Regions from separate parts of the Gossypium hirsutum genome. Here region 1 is linked to region 2. Evidence: chromatin contacts called from public Hi-C data. All regions are on one chromosome and are shown on one strand. The core of a region is the stretch at or near the end of the contact, and the rest is flanking DNA. Distances in the headings are between cores, read along the strand shown. Region 1 holds the start of LOC107888891 (putative ion channel POLLUX-like 2). Region 2 holds the start of LOC107897761 (stem-specific protein TSJT1).

Region 1 (3,451 bases), core at 530-3,029, 210 kb before region 2:
ATTATATGTTTCTTTTCTACAAGTAACTTCCCATTTTCCTGTAAGAGAAAAGCTATCATGATTCTTACGGAAAGCGAAAAATGATCTTTTAACTTTCCGAAGGAACAAAACGTGAGGCAAATAGGCATAAATGTAAACTAGAAAACACAACTAGAAGTGTAATTATGAGCCTGTAAAACATAAGCTTATCGAACACTAACAAGCTAGGATTAGCTTGCACAATTACCAACCGACCACAAATGTTATGCATACTCCTTTGACATAAAAATCCGAAATTCCAAATTTAATGATTCACCTATGTGATAGATCTTCAACAAAGGGTGATTAGAACAATAAAAGTTCCACAGTTAACATCAAAAGATAAAGACCAAGCACAACCATCAGTTTGACAAACTCTTGATGCAGATGGCTTGGACTCACCTCTACCGTTTACAAATTTATGCACATTGTTAGATGAAGAATTGTTCAACCAAAAACTGCATAGTACTGATTTCCGGAAAAATATCATATTCTTCGAGCCTCTAATCCCGTGTGTTCTACAAAAAGAAAAAAGAAAAGGCAACTACATAAACTGAAAAAGAAAGAGCAAAACTTCAGACCACATGCTATGTTGGATAAGCTAAATAATTATCCAATTGATCAGGCAAAAAGACAAGGGAAGAAAAACCAATTTTGTCTATGATGGAACGGTTTTAACCTCGAATCCACTACTTGCAGAACCAGCACAGCCATGCTACAAGAACTGGTCAACCATTTTGTAGCTTTTAGAAAGTGCAACAGTAAAAAAACTTGCTATGTTACTTGGGTTGGTGTGTAGTCCCGAGTATGGATGTGTCCAACAAAAGTATATTTAATTTTCTAAGTTTTCCATGTATTTGAAGAGTCCTTTGAGAGTCATATCCATATTTGTGTCTGGCCATGTGGAGGACATGAGTACTTCGGTTTAACTATAATGCATGCTACTGTGATATACGTACTTTAGAAAACTGTAATGTTATTATTCGGGTTTCGATAATGAGTGCCCTTAGAGCAGTCTTTAAGGTGTAAAAGCGTACAACAGTCAAATATATTCATAAAATTGAAGAGTTTGAGCATCATAGAACATGTTATATATAATGTCAATGTTTCGGAGAGTTAGCAAACTTGGCAGACCAAAAACTCATAAAGGCACGCCACCACCACCCCCAACAAAAACCAAACCTATAACAGCATACATAATTATATAGAGAATTAGTCCATTAACATTGAAGAATTAAAGAAAAAAATAGGGTTTGTCTGAATCAATTAAACTAAGTTTGGGGAGGATAACTGGATACAAACCAATTGAACTAAAATTCAGCCCACTTCCTACTTAAGGACAATTGAATGAACTAATTGAAGTAAGTTTAGGGTTTAAAAAATGGAGTGTTTTAAGTTCATAAGACGAGCAGTAATGCATTATTACCAGAAATTCAATGAAACCCAACTTCAATAACTCATGTTCAGAGCAAAGAAAAAGATACAAAAGTACCTAGTAGAAGAGGATGGTTGAGTGAACTTGGAAATTGTTGGAGACAACCACCATGGCTGAGGGCTTTGAAACTGACAAAGATGGATCATCTTTGCTTCACTTTTTTCTTGGTGAGAGGGCCGAAAAGAGAAACAAACTAAAATTTATTAGAAAAAAGAAAACTTGAAATGTAGATAAACTTTTTGTTATAAGAAAAATATGGACAGAAAGTGGAGTTAGAAATATGAAATATGAAGTTTTAAGACAAAAATGAGAGCCAAAAAAATTTTGGAAGGAAGTGAAAGTGGACCAGTACTTAGAGGCAATAAGCATGTGCTCATTACTTATTAATTAGCCACGTTGTAGAATTTGAGATAAGATACACTATAATTGTATCTAAATACCCAGTGAGATTCATATTCTTCACAAAAGGTTGGGCCCGGGTTAGATTCGAGTCCGTAATTGTTCACAAAAGGTTGGGCCCAGATTAGATTTGAGTCCCTAATTGTAATGATTAGGTTTGTTTTTCATTTTAAGTCAATGTTTTGTGTGAGTTTTTGTTCAATTTTTCAGTTTTTCATCCGTTGTTCATTGTATTAAATGGACTCTACTTTATAGTTGGTAGGATTATATTTGTATTTATAATTATATTTTGGGCTAAATTGTATAATAAAAATTTTATATTTTCATATATTTTAATTAATTTTCATCTTTTATTTTTAAGAATTTAGTTTAATTTAAAAATTCAGGTCTAATTGTTGACATTTTAAAATTTCTTCACTTAAATATGTTGGTTGGCATTTTAAAATAAAAAAAAATCAACTAGTAATCATGTAAAGAAAAAATGACTTTATAATCTATTTGAATTTAACAAAGAATTTTAATGGTGTTGATAATTTTTAAAAATTGATATTAATATTTTAATCAGAATAAAGTATTAGACAAACTAATGACATTATAAAAATTGAAGTATCAAATTATGTAAAAAAATTAAAGCATCAAGGTTAAATCTCAAACTTGAGAATAATAAAAAAATCAAAACTGAAATTTAACTATTATTACATAATATTAAAAAAAAACAAAAGTTTTAATTAACAATGAGGCCTTGTCGTAGTTGGCGAAAGTAGAGACTCTTAGTCTTAAGTGCCTTGGTTCGATAACTACCATATGTAGTTAAATGTTTAGAATTTCAAATCCCACCATAAGTTGTTGTCATATATAAGTTTTAGTTCAGTTAATCAGTTCATAGAATGCTTATGCAGTAACATTTTGATTATTGTCCTAGTTTTAGTTCATTTGTGCTTTAATAATTTAATTCCACATTTAATAGTTTAAAAATTATATAAAAATATAAAAAATAAAAATATTTTTATAATATTAATTACCTTTAAAATAAAGATATTTTAATAATTTTACAATTAAATTATTGTCAAGTTAACTTATGATGAATTAGAAGTTACACTTGCAGCTACTCTACTTTAATATTATGTATTATATAAATTAATATAAATTAGGGATAAATCAATTATTATGTTACTATGCAATATGTTGCATGAAATTTAAGATAGTGTTTTAATTGAATTCATTACAAACATATAAAAAATATATTATCGAGAAATGCGTAGTTTTTAATTATCATTCGACATCTGGCATTGTGACTACGTAAGTAGCAACACTAATTTTTTGATCGTTGTATAGCATATATTGTATTTGTTTTTCTGAATACTTAATAGTTAAAAGATAATTTAAATGGAATGGAACAATAAGTTTAGAAATTATAAATAATGGTAAATAGGAAACAATTGTAGTTGTTTAGAGTTTACCTTGTATTTCAGATAAAATATGGTTGATGTCGGAACGAGAAAGAGTCGATGTTCTGACGACATGACACAGACATCATAATGAGAAGATTCACCACGCTCGACGACACGATGAAAGGCGTCCTGAAGAGACAGAATACCA
Region 2 (3,550 bases), core at 154-2,653:
AGTTTTGTTCAACCCATATTGTTGCTTAAGAACAGCAACATTCTCAATGTGGCCTTGAAACAAGCAGAAAATGTCATCCACAACTGCAAAGAGCCTGGAAACATCAAACCAAAAACATTGAAATGTCAGTTTTCAAATCTCCATAGCATCGCAGATCCACCGATAAAAGGATCGCTTTCAAACAAATCTTTGTTGGTTAGAATCTTCATTTTTCTTGAAATATATTCATGTTCACTGCTCATACTAGGCAAATATTTGAATATAGTGGGATTTAAGTACGGGGAGAGGATCCTTCAATGACCCCGGAGAACAAAAATTGATCACAGTTGACCTATAACCCCACCAACCCTTAAATCAACCTCCTATTAGGTAGGATAACAAGAAATGCCAACTGAGTTAAAAGTCTCCATCGGCAACTGTAAATCCATCTTAAATTTTATTATAAAAAGAATACGTATTATTAGTCAACTTTCATGAATCCACGTAGAATTTAGACGGATTTTCATTAATATTATGATCAATTTTATTTATTTTCAGCAACATCAAACATTCTCGGATTAAATTGATCAGTTCTGTAATCCAAGGACTATATTGCAATTTTGAAAAGGGACTACCTAGTAACGTGAAGAAGATCAAAGAATCAAGACAAACAAACAAGAATACTTAGATTTTCAAAGAAACCAATAATAACATAAAATCTTTGTATCCAATTTGAGCCATACAAAAACAAAAAAGGGGAAAACTCAGTTAAAATAAGGGGAAAGTGACAAACTTTCCACAAATTTTCAGCACCCAATGAAACAATAAACAAGGGGGGAAACCCAGAAATATTCAGGATTAAATCAGTCCAAAAAAAAAGACCTAATAATGAAATCTTGATCAATGATAAAAGGAAAAGAGAAAACCATAACCTGGGCAGAAGTGGGTTTTGTTTATCAAGAGAGTAAGCCATGAAACCAGAAGAACCAAGATTGACAGTGACTGAACCAGGATGAAGAGTGGCAAAATGGGTAGCCAAGAAGCCATTGTTGAGGGCTGAAGCTGCTTCAGAATCACCAGAAACTTTAAGAGCATCGGGGCTCTTGGCAATCGATTTCTCAAAAACTGCTAACATATTCTTTCCAATACTTTCAGAGAAACAAAACAACAAAAAATGGTAATTTGGTTTGATCTTTCTTTGATTGATTGATATCCCTGTTGATGTGGCCAATACGAAAGATCGGGAAATTTTTACACACACTTGTCAACTTAAGGCAGTCTTTTAATTTCCATTTCTGTCCTTTGTCTAATTTTTATTTTATATTAAATTATGAAACCTGAAAGTTCTGGCAAACTCCCTAAAGAAAACAAAAGAAAGTTCTGGCAAACAAATAAATGGTTTACATTTTTTCGAAATGTGTCTCATTTTTAATAAATACAATTTACTTCATTAAATATATTTTTGAGTTTTTTACCCAAATATTATAAAAAAAATTTATACACGAAAATAGGTTGTCAAACAGATTAATTACGAAAATGATAGACTTTTTGAGGCTGTGCCTACCTGACAGGCACAACTCATTATTTTATTATTATTTTTTTGTTTTGAAAAATTATTATTATATTATTTTTAATATTTATATTAATATATAGATAAAAATACGGATTTTATACGGATAAAAAATACCCGAAATGGGTCGAGCTTGTCAGGTAGGCATGACTAGTCGCGCCTGACAGGCAGGCACAACACCCTGCACATTTCCCTTTTCTTTCTTTGCATTTTACAAAAAATTAGTCTTATATCACTTTTGGTCCTTTTACTAGGCCTAAAATTAAAATTCAATCTTTATACTTCAAAAATTTTATCAGAATAATTAACAATATTAATTATTTGAAAAAATTATAAAAAATAGGACCAAATATTATTGTAGAAATTCAAGTATAAAAATTGAATTTTAATTTTAGGCCTAGTAGAGGGACCAAAAGTGATATAAGACTAATTTTTTGTAAAATGCAAAGAAAGAAAAGGGAAATGTGCAAGGTGTTGTGCCTGCCTGTCAGGCGCGACTTGTCGTGCCTACCTGACAGGCTCGACCCGTTTCGGGTATTTTTTATCAGTGTAAAACCCGTATTTTTATCCATATATTAATATAAATATTAAAGATAATATAATAATAATTTTTTAAAACAAAAAAAAAATAATAATAAAATAATGAGTTGTGCCTGTCAGGTAAGCACGACCCCAAAAAGTATATCATTTTCGTAATTAATCTAGCTTACAACCTATTTTCGTGTATAATTTTTTTATAATATTGGGGTAAAAAACCCTATATTTTTGTTTGAAAATATTTAAAAATTTTGAAATAGATTTTTATTATTTTAAGTACCATTTAATTAAATATGATATTAAAGTAAATAAAATGTTTATTATCATTGATACATATAATAATTTTGTGTAATTTCTTTTTCAATTATAAACTAGCTATTCGAAGGGGTTTTCAATTTTTTTTTACTTTAAGTAATAGTAATATTTTATTTTAAATTTATTTATTAAATATTTCTAGTAATAAAAAATTAAAATTTTGGTAAATTTTTTTAATTAGACATGTATTTTAAATTTATTTTTAATTAAAATCCATCATTTACAAATATATATATATTTAAATATAATGAATCAGATTAGACATATTCTTGGAATGAGGGGCGTAGTTAAGGGTTGGCAAGTGCCTAACTCCTTAAAATAAAAAATTATTTATTTAGGCTCTTTAGAAATTTTACAATTTTAAATTAATAAAGATAAAATTATATTTTAGCCCCTTCTAAAAATGATAAAAAATTTGATTTAATCTTTTAAAAATGACAAATATATAAACTATTAAAAATTACTATTTAATTTTCACCTCCCAAAAATATCTGACCTCACCCTGCTTGGAATCATAAAATCGGTCAATTAATATTTAATTTAGGTTTAATTTAATAGTGTTTGATGAAGTGGTGGGTCAATTAGTACTAGTGTTCTAGTGATGAGTTAGTCAAAGTTAGTGTTGGGTCAATCACACTAAAGGGCATCTTTAGGGCTGTTCTACTTAGCTTCTTAACGAGCTTTCACAATAAAAAGCACTTTTTTCTTAAAAAGTACCTTTCCCTTAAAATTATTATCAAATAGACATCATTTGAGAAAAATTTTCAACTTAAAATAAATGCTCTTTGATAGATAAAGAAAAAGTTGAAGTTTTTAATTTTTTCTCAACCAAAAATGCTTTTGGTTGATATTTACATTTTTAACCTTATTTTTGTCTTCTCCCAAAAACATTAAATACTATGTCTAATTAAATTTAATAAATAATTAATATTAATTACTTAAAAATATTTAAAATTAATATTATATATTAAAATATTAAAAATAAGTTATAATAAATTATTTTTTATATTCTTGTTAAAATATCATAATATTAACTAATTTGAACATTATTTAAATGCATATTTGTTACTTTATAATATCATGTCTGAAATAGACATTTTATTTCTCAAAAGTACTTTTTGACAATAATACTAAATATCCAAATTTTAA

The links. Hi-C and Micro-C count contacts between places; a contact is called where the count stands out from the background.
Region 1: a contact with region 2 is called in a Hi-C map of hypocotyl, with 2.3 times the contacts expected there. The contact joins the promoter of LOC107888891 here to the promoter of LOC107897761 in region 2. A contact is called at or near these places in 3 of 34 Hi-C or Micro-C datasets (anther, hypocotyl and leaf).

What each region holds. Positions count from the first base shown.
Region 1 is chrA09:54,209,117-54,212,567 of Gossypium_hirsutum_v2.1, reverse strand. It overlaps LOC107888891 (putative ion channel POLLUX-like 2), which reads right to left and starts at 1,779. Exons shown (of 24, transcript XM_016813151.2): 1 at 1,511-1,779; 2 at 421-536; 3 at 1-38. The coding sequence starts at 1,599.
Region 2 is chrA09:53,996,394-53,999,943 of Gossypium_hirsutum_v2.1, reverse strand. It overlaps LOC107897761 (stem-specific protein TSJT1), which reads right to left and starts at 1,403. Exons shown (of 4, transcript XM_016823333.2): 1 at 912-1,403; 2 at 1-94. The coding sequence starts at 1,114.